Linked DNA regions of Anser cygnoides: region 2 is linked to region 1. A link is a contact called in public Hi-C data. All regions are on one chromosome and are shown on one strand. Each heading gives the region's core, a stretch centred on a gene start, on an enhancer-like site or on the middle of the called end of the contact. The rest is flanking DNA. Distances are from core to core; before and after follow the strand shown. Region 1 holds the start of EGLN1 (egl-9 family hypoxia inducible factor 1). Region 2 has its middle 15 kb from the start of SPRTN.

Region 1 (5,711 bases), core at 1,111-3,610:
TGGGAGAAGATCAAGGGAACACGAGAAGACAAAGTGATGCACTTCTGTACCACTGAGCAAAGGACTGCACCTGTTCTGATCCCTGAAATACATGGGAATTTCAGCAGTGACCGAAAGCCAAGCAGCGCTAAACAACCTTTGATACTTTACCGTTGCTCCAGAAAAACGTAGAGCTATCTGTACGAAGGGACTCATCCCCATCCACAGGCATTCTTTGACAATTAGCAAAAGTATCAGTCACCACTTAGAAAGGCAAGATGCAGCAGCTCAGGAATCACGCGCGTGATCCGGCATTACAATGCCAAAAGTCCTTTTCTAAAGCCCTGGCACGTATCACTTACAGAAGCATACCGCTGCAGATAGAAACACAAGCAGTATTCCTCTTTCCTGCATAAAACTGAAACCCAGTAAAGCCACAGGTATTTTTAGAGCGCAAGTTTCAAGCGCCGGGGCCTTAAAGAGATTTAGAGCTGTCTGTAAGATAAGTTGGCTTAAAAAAAAATCCAACCTAATGGGGATATGGGGGAAATCCAGACCACGTCCCTGCTGAGAGTTATAGCACGGTACCGGTTCAACCAGAGGTACACCGAGACCTCATTTCAAAAAAAAAAAAACAAACAAAAAACACCAAGAAAAAGGAAATTCCCACCCACTTTTCCGTATCGGAGGAGCTGGGATTTAGCGCACCCAACACAAACCCAGGGCTGTTCCTTCTCTCCTCCCTGCCAGGCTCCCCAGCAGCTGAGGTCCCGCAGCTGCAGCAACAACAGCCTGTCTGTGGCCGGGCGGCCCCGGCGCTGCGATGGTGCTCAGCAGCTCACTGCCTCCCTTATACTGCACCGGGGGTAGCAGCGAACTGTGCAGGGCTACCCCCCCCCCCCCCCCCCCCCAGCCCTTCTTTAAAAGTGAAAAGCTACTGATGAATATTCATTGCTGGGCCTTTACCAAGGGGTGTGAATTTCATTTTCAGGGCTCGGGGAGAATTGCAAATTAGCCTGACACAATGGGCGAGCTTGACTGGCTTCTCCGGCCTCAAGACACTGCTACAGAGAGGAAAAAAAAAATCAGATTTTGGCAGGAAAAAATAAAATGAAATGAAAAGCGTGCTAAGACCTTTCAGAAACCCAGCCCAGCTCCAGCACCGGCTGGACCCCGTGTTCGGGACCCAATGCGTGCGCTGCTTTCGATTTTGTTTTCTTTTTCCCTTTTACACCCCCCTGTTTTAGGGGGAAGGCCCGGCGGGCCCCCCGGGCCCCCCCGCGCCCCACTCACTTTCGTCCTGCCGTTGATGCGGTAGTTGCCCAGCTTGCCGCTGCAGTGGCGGATCAGATCGTCCATGCTGTTCATCAGCAGGCGGATGGTCTGGCAGCCCGGCTCCTTGCCCTCCACCCAGGTGATCTTGTCGCCGCGGATGTCCTTGGACGAGTCGCTCTTCTGGCTGACGAGCTGCCCGTCGGTGAAGCGGCCGGTGTGGTGCAGGGCCCGCACCTCCTGGGCCACCAGCCCGCCCAGCTCCTTGCCCAGGAAGTCGTCCACCACGCAGATGCCGTGCTTGTTCATGCAGGGCACGATGTACTCCAGCGCCAGCCGCTGCGGCACCAGCGACTTGGTCTGCCCGTTGGGGCGCAGCGCGGCCCCGCCGGGCCCCGCCTGCACGCCGCCCGGGTACAGGTTCGACTTGTCCCGGTACAGCAGCACCGCCTCCCCGGACGGCACCGGCGACGGGGCCGCCGCCTCCGTCTCCCCGCCGCCGGCAGCGGCAGCAGCAGCGGCAGCGGCGACGCGGTTGTGGCTCAGCGGGGCGGCCTCGCCGGGGGCCTCCGGGGCCGCCGCCACCGCCCCCCCCGGGCGGCCGCCGCCCCCCGCCGCCGCCGCCCCCCGGCGCTGTGTGCTCGGTGCGGCGGGGGGAGCCCTGCGCGGGCCTCGGCAGCGCCCCCTGCTGCGGCCGCCGCCGCCGCCGCCGTGCCTCCGCCGCGGCAGATGAGCTTGTGCTTCTTCCAGTCCTGGCGCTGGTGCTCCTTGCTGCAGTAGAAGGAGCTGCGGCAGCGCCCGCAGCGCAGCAGGTTCTCCATCTTCCCGCACAGCTCGCAGTACTGCCGGTCCCGCTCGCTGCTGCTGCTGCTGCTGCTGCTGCCCCGCTGCTCCCGCTGCTGCTGCTCCCACCGCCGCCGCCCTGCCCGGCCCCGCCGCCGCTGTCATTCGCCATGGCGCTGCTCGGCCGCCGAGGGGTTATGTAAGGAGGCGGGCCCCCGGCCGGCCGCGCTGGGAGGCAGCGCTCACTGCATCATGGCCGCCCGGCGCCGCCGCGGCCCCCGCCGGCCCGCGGCCTCCTCCGGGGCGGCCGAGGCGCGGGGCTGCCGCGGGGGCCCCCCGGCGCCCTGCCTCCTCCTCCTCCTCCTCCCTCCCGTGCGCCGCGATCGCCGCTAGCGCCGCCTCATCGCCGGCCGGGCGGGTGCCGCGGTGCGGTGCGGGGGGCGCCGCTCGCTGCCCGCCGCCCGCTCGCTGCCCGCTGCGGCCGCCGCCGCCGCCGCCTCCTCCTCCGCCCGCCGCGCCTCCGCCGCTGTGTCGGGGCGAGGAGGAGGCGCCACACTCGCGGCCCGCTCCGCACGTACGCCACTTCCAGCCCCACAGCGCCGCCGGCGCGTCAGGCGGGCGGGGCCGCAGCGACCGGGCGGGCGGAGCCGAGCCGAGCCGCGCCGGGCCGGGCAGGGCCGCGTAGGCCGCCCCGAGCCGCTCCGGGGGGCGCCCGGCTCGGCCGTGCCCCGGGCGGCCCCCCGAGGAGGGGCAGCGGGGCCGGGCTGACGGGGGACGGTGCGGGTTTTGTCGCTCCTCTGTGCCCCGGAATACCCCTGCCGGGTAAATAACGTGACTTCTGTTCGACCTGACCAGGCCGGGGGCAGGCGGCTTAAATAAACGCCGAGAGCAGGAAGAAGGAGCTGGCGATGTGGCCGCTGAAGCCTCAGGGAGTGAGGAGCTAGGGCCGCGATGAACGCGACAAAGCCCCTGACGGGAAAAAGGAAATGGGTTTGGCAGAGCAGCCGGGAACCTCCAGAGGGTGAATGGGGAGAATGGCGAGTGCAGAAGCCACCAAATGGAAGGTCTTAATGCAGTCACATCAGTTATCAGAAGCCACGAAAGGACCTCTAAGATGACATACAGGCTCTGATCGATCCAGCTGAACCGTAGTTGGTAGTAGGCATCAAGTAAATGCAGCATATTCTGTAATTTCCTGCCCAGCCCGGGGTGACAGTGTTTTACCCAGCACCTCACAGTCTCCCACAACGATTCCTCCTGGGCAGCCGGGGTTCCCGTGGCCACCCCTCCGAGAGCCAGCTCGCGAGCAGGCCAGAATTGTTCCTTCCGTGGGTTTGCCTGGGCTGGGCTGGCTGGTGAGAGGCAGCAGCCCTCAGCTGGTACGCACCGCCTTTCTGGTCAGAAATCCATCCTAAAATCCAAAACGTGTCAAAGAAATGAGTCAATATCTAGATTTGGAGGGAGAAAGGTGAAATTAGTCCTCCGGTTGGTAACCCAAGATGAGTAGCTTGGGCTTTCTACCTCTATGTTGCCACAGGCTTTGATGTGATTTTGGACAATTCAGTTTTTCTTCACCTCCAGAACAGAAATACCAACACTTTCACTCCTCACAGGCTGTTGTGAGGCCTAAGACTGTAATATAGTCTAGTAAGATGGCTACACTAATGCTATCGAAATGGATCATTCTCCCCATCTGTCTATAGAGAACTAGATTTAAAATTAACTGACATATTAGTAGGACTTAGAGGAATGTTAGGCACTGCATGTGCTATGTGAAGGATGTCAAAGGAGAAACAAAGTGTGCCAAGGCTACAAATGCCTGTGGTACATACACAGAAAAAGGGAAGGAAAAACAGGGTGAATTATGAGGAAGGCAAAAGGAGGGACTGAGAGGACAAGGTCATGTCATGTCCATGAAATCTCCTGAATGTGATCAGCAAGTGCCAAGGCTGATTTTTTTTTTTTTTTTTAAATGAAGAGCTGAAAGAACTGGAAAAGCTGGGAACTGAAAACAGAGTCACAGGTTAGTAATTTCTTTGTTCATGGCTCTTAAAGGAAGGAAAGTATAATGGTAGAGGCAGAAGGAAATGGTTTAAAAAGATGTTTTAAGTCCAGAGCATAAAGGGGACAGATTTTTAATCTAGGCTTAATGGGAGTTGTTCTTTGACTATAGCAATATGAGGTACGTCAGAAATACTAGGCATTCCTCTAGCGTGCTTTAAGCTGAGATTAATACAGCTAAATTCTTTGGACTTAGAGCATTGTTAAACCAGGCTAAACGAGAAAAGAGTCGAGCCTGTTATTTTCAAAAACTTCAGAAATGCAAACAATGCCAGGGGGAAACCGAAGAGTTAAAGACCTTTTGCATTTGTTGTGTACTCCTTCGGCAAACATAATGGAGATGAAAGTCACAGGCTCAGAACTCAGTAGTCCAACCATGAAACAAATAAGGACCAAGGCACGAATATGGTGTCTGGCTAAAACCAAATGATAGTTATTAATTCGTGGGCTAATTTGGCTTCAAAACTCCTTTGTTCTTTCCCTCTTTCCCACATGTCTTTTGGGATGCAATTAAAGGTTTTGGTCTTAATTTTTACGGTTACTAACGTGCTGAACTACTTCGAGTTGTCTTGATGTACTACTGTGTTCCCAGCATGGTCAACAGAAAAAAACAAGATCAACAAAATCCATCTTCAAATACACAAAACATTTGCCATATTTTATGCTTATAGCGCATCACCAGGGGCACAAAACAATTCCATAGAGGTTGTGCTCCAGTGACAAAACTGAAGAAAAGAGCGGTGGTAGGGAAATTCTGAAAACAATGACTATTTATACCACAATTGTGTCTACAACGTGCTAGAAATGTTTTCCAAGCATATAAAGACTCTATTCATTGCCAGAGAGCTTGTTCCTTAAAAGACAGCATAAGGGCAAAGCATGACAGAAAGGAACATACAGTATACAAAGCAAAATGACCAACACGAAGGTTGCCAAAACGGAGGGGGAGGGTACTGCCTCCTCTCTTGCCTGTGAGTTACTCTCCACTGGCTCCCTAGCTTGGCATTTCCAAGAGAGCTAATTTCTTCTGTGTGCCAGTGGAGGCTGGAAAAGAGCTTGAAGGGTGACTAGGCAGTGATGAGACATAATCGATTCGCAGAGAATGCAGATAAAAAGTTTCTAAAGTTGTACCAGTCATGAGGCGGAGGATGTGGGATAAACTTAATGCAAGGTCAGAGGGTTTTGTTTTTTTTTTTATCACCACTTAGATACAGATCTGATGTGTTTATTAGAAATACCTAAAAAAAAAATGGGTTGGTCAATGAATAACTTTCCTGTTTTCGTTAAGTAGTAATAATAGCTGCATTTATCTATCCTTACATGTGCTTTATAGAGTTCAAGTGCAGCAGTTGTATGGTTGTACAAGCAACCAAAAAGAATCTTTGAAGCCCAGGGGAAGGGAAGAATGCAGGACAGCAAGACTACAGGTGTTGAATTCACAGAACAAAATCAGCTTAGAAATAAAGTTAAATACATCCCATTTTCAGCTAGCTTTGCCGTGACAGTGTCACAGTTTGTATTTAGGACTGGTGGGCCTGTAGCATTTGCTCTGTCCCCCCCAGACCACTCCACTGTGTTCTTCAGCCTGGCTGCCCTTATTCCACGTAAGCCATTAT
Region 2 (5,711 bases), core at 2,088-4,587, 37 kb before region 1:
ATTTGAAGGCTCTGCATAGGGACCTGCAAAGTTTGGATCAATGGCAGAGGCCAAGGGGATGAGGTTCAACATGGCCAAGGGCCGGGTCCTGCGCTTTGGCCACAACAACCCCATGCAGCGCTACAGGCTTGGGACAGAGCGACTCGAAAGCTGTGCAGAGGAAAAGGATCGGGGGGGTCGATGCTCACCTGAATGTGAGCTGGCAGTGTGCCTAGGTGGCCAGAAAGACCACCGGCGTGCCTGGCTTGTATCAGGAATAGCGTAGCCAGCAGGACCAGGGAGGTGGTTGTTCCTTGTATTCATCTGTGGTGAGGCCACACCTCGAGTGCTGTGTTCAGCTGTGGGCCCCTCACTACAAGAAGGACATGGAGGCCCTGGAGCGTGTCCAGAGAATGGCTAAGAAGCTGGTGAAGGGCCTGGGACACAAGTCCTGTGAGGAGCGGCTGAGGGAACTGGGGTTGTTTGGTCTGGAGAAGAGGAGGCTCAGGGGAGACCTTATTGCTCTCTACGACTACCTGAAAGGAAGGTTTGGGGAGCTGGGGGTCGGCCTCTTCTCACAGATAACTAGTGATAGGACTAGAGGGAATGGCCTCAAGTTGCGCCAGGGGAGGTTCAGGCTGGAAATGAGGAGACATTTCTTCTCAGAAAGAGCAGTCAGGCATTGGAACGGGTTGCCTAGGGAGGTGGTGGCGTCACCGTCCCTGTGGGGGTTTTTAAGGAAAGGTTGGACCTGGTGCTTAGGGACGTGATTTAGTGGGTGATATTGGTGGTAGGTAGGTGGTTGGGCCAGGTGATTTTGGAGGGCTTTTCCAACCTTAATGATTCTGATTGTGATTTTGCCCAGAGAGGTGTTGGAGTCTCCCTCTATTCAAACCCTGACTGAGCAGCTGGGTCAGGGTGACTGCTCAAGGGTAGGGACCTGCACCAGACCTTCTCCAGGAGCCACTTCCTACCTCCACAGCCCTGAAATTCTGCCTTACTACCCCACAAGCACTTCAGGATGGACCGAAATTACAGCTGAAGGCAGTTAAGATCCATCTTGCCCTCGCAGTGGAATAGCCTAGCAGTGCGCACACCATCTCCAGCCATCGGTCTGTTTCCAGCTGCTGCTTTTGTTTTGCTGCTTTTTGTTTTGTTCTCTCCCTGCAAGGTTGAGCACAGGCAGCTCTCCTCACTGCCCCCACCCAGGCCACAACCAGGAGGGACAAAGCCCCAGCCCGAGCATCAGAGACGCCAGGCGGAGCCGGGCACGTGGCATGAGAGGCAGGAAAAAAAGGTGAAAGGAAGCTCTGCCCTGCCAAGCCTGGCAGAGGAGTGGGCAGCTGTGTCACCACTCCTCACTGCCTGGCTGGAAAGGCGATTTTTTAATTGTTGCTTCTTCAATAAGCCGTGAAGGGGGAGCCAGGATTATCAGTGCTTCAGATGATGCGAATTAAAGCTTAGATGTAACCAACTTGGAATGTACCTGTAAGAGACTTAGGAGGCAGGAAAAGCATCTGATGGCAGGAAGTGGGAGGGATTTCAGGCACTGCAAAACCCCAAAAGACTATTCAAGCTATCTGGCAACATTTCCCTGGCAATTTCACAGAGTTAAGGGGACACCACCCAAGAGGTTTTACTGCTAACATTTGTGCAGGCACTTGCTTCTTGAAATGCAGTTTTGTCAAAGCAGACACATGTCCTTAGTGGTAAGTAATGGCTTTGGAGCTTTTTGCAAGGCATTTTGGATGCCAGCATTCTCCAGAAAAAACGAGGACACCTGAGGTTGGAGCAGGATGCATAAAATTGCCTTAATCCAGGCTTCCTCCCAATTCCTTTACATGCTCTAGAAATGTTGAATTCCCTCAGGACTCTCCTGTAGCTGAGCTCTCCCAGACTAAATGTAAGGCTTTGTACCGCTAGCAGTGCATGTGCTGAACCACTTGTAGGGTTGTGGGCAGTCTGTGCCCACCCTGGAGCAGATACCTAGAGAAATGGGCCTTAACTTCTTCAGAAAGGGCAGGGGCAGCAGAAATCTCTGCTGTTGAGCAAGCATCCCCAGCACTGGGTTGTATGATTTGTTGATCCCAGCCCATGCTGGGACATGTGCGCACAGGCACTTATTTTTGTGTTGAAGTGTTGTCATTTTCAGGAGATTTACAGCTAGATGCTCTGTTTGTGGATCCTGCACCAGTTTCCAGTCTCCTGGAGTCGGTCCCTACCCAAACTTCATGTGAAATGGCTCCTGGGTGTCCAACAGCAGGGACGTGGGGCTCGCAGCAGCAGCCGGGGGCAACACTCCTGGCTGGGACTTGGCACAGGCTCTTCTGTAGGCATTTTTTTTTTCTCTCCTCGTTCAAGGGCTTAGCTACCACTTGACCTCCTGGAATCGCCCAGCAACCCCAAATATTTCCCTCAGCCAAGTATTTTATGATTTAATCCACTGCCCACATGAAAGTAGAGTAGAAACTCCTGGAGATCAGCTGAAAGTGCTTGGGACAATGCTTCAGGACTCAGCGCCGCCTGGAAACCAGGGCTCTCGTTGGACAAAGGCGAGGATGCAAAAGCGTGCAGGGCCCCCCAGGCAGGTGCATTGGCAGGAATGGCACGGGGCACGCTGGGCAGAGCTGCTGTTCTCCATACACTCTTGCCCAAGGATGCTGGAACAAACTTTCAAGCTTCCTATTAGCACTGGAGGTGCCTCCTCTGCTCCCAGCTCCTTCATTCCCAGCCCCAGTGGATGTAAGGTTGCAGGTGACATCAAGGTGAAGCAGCCTCACAAGGACCTAAAGAAGAGTTTGCATCGACAAAAGCCTCCCAGCCCAAATGCCCCCCCTGTGGCTGCTGCAAGCTAAAGCAGCGCGGGCCCCCTCTTGCCGGTGGCAGCACTAGGGGGACCCAGCTGCTCGCTGTTGCTTCGCCCTGGCTCGCTCCGCTGTTCCCGACGTGTTTCTGCATTCCTGCTACGTGCCCTACAGATAACAGCTAATGCGGGCAGGTTTGCTGAGTCATAAGTGAAAATGATCACGCAAAAAAAAAAAAAAAAAAAAAAGGCAGAAAAAAAATGAACTCTATGTGCTCTCCTGGTTCTGTAGAAGCCTAATTTTTACTGTAAATACGTTCCCTTACAGATTATTTCATACAAAATTGTGGCTCTAGCTATGTAAAGTTGCTTTCTACTTGTGCTATTTTAAATTAAGCTTTAAAAAGAAAAAAATATATATTCTCATAGTGCACATGAGGAAAAAAAGCTAACCTAAGAAGTTTAGAAGTGTTACCTACTTCCCTTTAGAGTTCTACATAGAACAAAACTTTAGGTCCAAAGAGAGTTAAGCTACTACTACAGTTCTTGCTTGTTCTTTAAAATATGACTGTGCAGAACATGCACCCATTATTAGGTTGCGGCTGGGGAAGGGGAAGTGAAGGGAAAATAAATATGCCCACTCCAGCAGCTGGAACTTTTGCGTTTTTCTGTTGGCACACCATCTTTGCTGAAAGGAGCAGTGTCAGCTGGGTTCTCATCTCAGAAAACAAATCCAGTTATTACACGTGGCCTTGCGTCCCTTTACCAAATGTTAGTGGTTTCCAGAACCACATTTTCCTTGGAGAAATGGTTACTCCTTGATGTCCAAAGATGCTGCCAAGTGCTCAAATAAAAACAGTTCTGAAATATCTTTCAGCTCCAGGAACTCAAGGTACTGCAGTCACCAACAGTTGAGATCGTATTTGTCAGGTTTGGGGCTGGTCATGTTTAGTTTGTTCTAAAACTAGGTGGGTTTTTTTGTCCTTTTTTTTTTTTTTTTTAATGCATTCATTCCCATTCTCACTGTATGAAAAACCTTCTCTGGATTGCAACAGCAATTAAGCAAAGCCCCAAATTCTAGTTTTCTTACATTTTTAGCCTTATGTTTCAACATGTCATCTACTACAATGTAATCCTTATTACTTTTAAAACTTTATTATTTTTAAAGCTTGCTTACATGTCCTAATGCAAGCAAGATATATTTATAACACACGATTTATGCTAGTTCTGATTTTTTTTCTCTTTTTTTTTTTTTCTCCTTGGACCTTTGTTTGACCCTTGCTTTCTTTAGGCAGTGAAATACCAACTCACAACCCAATTCAATATGCAGGTATTAGGCTTTCCATTTGTGAGTAAGAATCAAATTTCTGCATTTCAGTTAATGCTAAGTTTCTTTTTAAAAGCAAAAAGAAAGCTGAACCACGTCATCTCTTGAAAAGAGCATAGGCAAGGAAGTGGTTCCATCCTAACAAACCACCCCAACACCCAGACAGCCCCCCCAATTCACACGGAATATTCTGAGATGAAATTTTGTTTCCCATGTCCAACCAAATTTGAAGACAAAAATGGGGTTCCAGTTTGGGCACTGCCCCAGAGCAGCCCACCTGTGTATTTTACAACCCTCAGCTCCCAGGTGTGAGCCGTGCCCTGCAAACCTTCAGCCACATGAAGATGCTGGTATTGGGGCTTATAAGCTAAACTACCTGGTCACTTTTTCCAGCATTTATTGCCATGTTGTACACAAGATAGTTATAATAATCTCTCCCAAAGAATGCATGAACTATAACCAGTACAAATATAACATTTGTGCTTGGTTATATTCCATATTCCTCTCACCCACTCCACGTGCCTTTTATTTTGGGCTCAGGCATCATTCTCTTCCTGTCCTACTTTACTATTTCTATTAAACTCTTCCTTCCTCCCTGTCATGCTAAGGACTTCAGTTTATCCCCAGTGGGTTGGTGATTTACATCTCATGTGCTCCTTCCACTTTTTTACTTCCACTTCTATGCGGGGGGGGAGCTATGGCCTTTTTTTTTTCTTTCTTGTCTTTTTTTAGGAAATGGATAAATGTGCTTACACTCAGTCATCTTCAAAGCTATGTGGAAAAGCTCAATGGAACGGAGTAAGTGGTTGCAAAAGTCAACAGAGCAAATTCTCTGGAACTCGTTTTGTCTGGTAGGGCAGAGGACCTCGAACCCACTTCTCTCAGCTGCTGTCCGCTCCCACCTGGCAGGGTCAGGCAACTCTGATGCAGCAGGCACCTCGCAGAGCTCCTGCAGCAGTGTAATAGCTCAAACAAGCTTCAGTGCATTTGCAGCAATCGTTCACATTTACTTCACATTCCCCCCAAAAAGGCTAAATTGTTATTTTATATGAAAGCCGATTGTCAGAGCCCCAAGGTTTCTGCAGATCCATACCCACCTCCCAAAAATGCAGATGAGATCCAAATCCAAGCAAGTCCCATGAATGTCTTCAAAGTCTTTGCTGCTGAGTACTCATAAATTCCCACTACGCATTTGCAAGTCCATGCAGCTATCTGCAAGCCTACAGGCAAAGTACATGCGCTAGACTTCCGGATTTTTCAGATTGAGTTTGCTTTTGTCATTTAGCAATCTCCCCTCTTCTTCAAAGGATTCAGCAGGCACAAAAGCGGTACTTTCCAGGCTGATTATACTTATCAGCATGACTTAGAGATGTGGTCTTTCCACTCCTGACCTTAGAGTGGCCAGCACAGCCAGATGTTTTACATAAGATACTTGCCTCCCGTGCTCGGGCTGTCAGCTAGCTTCCTGTCAGATTTGCAAGTGGTTTTCTTTAGAGCAACAGCCAAAAGACTTACTTCATCGTTCCCTGGTGCGGCGTTCGACTTTGCAATGCAAACTGATCCCCCTGCATACTGTGCGCAACGATGTGATAATTAAAAATC

The links. A called contact is a pair of places that touch in the nucleus more often than the background predicts.
Region 2: a Hi-C map of liver shows a contact between it and region 1, with 2.9 times the contacts expected there. The contact joins the enhancer-like site here to the promoter of EGLN1 in region 1. A contact is called at or near these places in 3 of 7 Hi-C or Micro-C datasets (granulosa cells and liver).

The regions. Positions count from the first base shown.
Region 1 is chr3:44,000,235-44,005,945 of Taihu_goose_T2T_genome, reverse strand. It overlaps EGLN1 (egl-9 family hypoxia inducible factor 1), which reads right to left and starts at 2,360. Exons shown (of 7, transcript XM_048047260.2): 1 at 2,137-2,360; 2 at 1,878-2,134; 3 at 1,273-1,875. The coding sequence starts at 2,206.
Region 2 is chr3:44,038,592-44,044,302 of Taihu_goose_T2T_genome, reverse strand. No RefSeq gene overlaps it. Among named protein-coding and RNA genes, the nearest start is that of SPRTN, 15 kb to the left of the region's middle. Within about 2 kb of position 3,337, at least 1 of the 3 cell types and tissues checked has open chromatin away from gene starts, as enhancers often do. A contact at or near this core is called in liver, where this site is marked.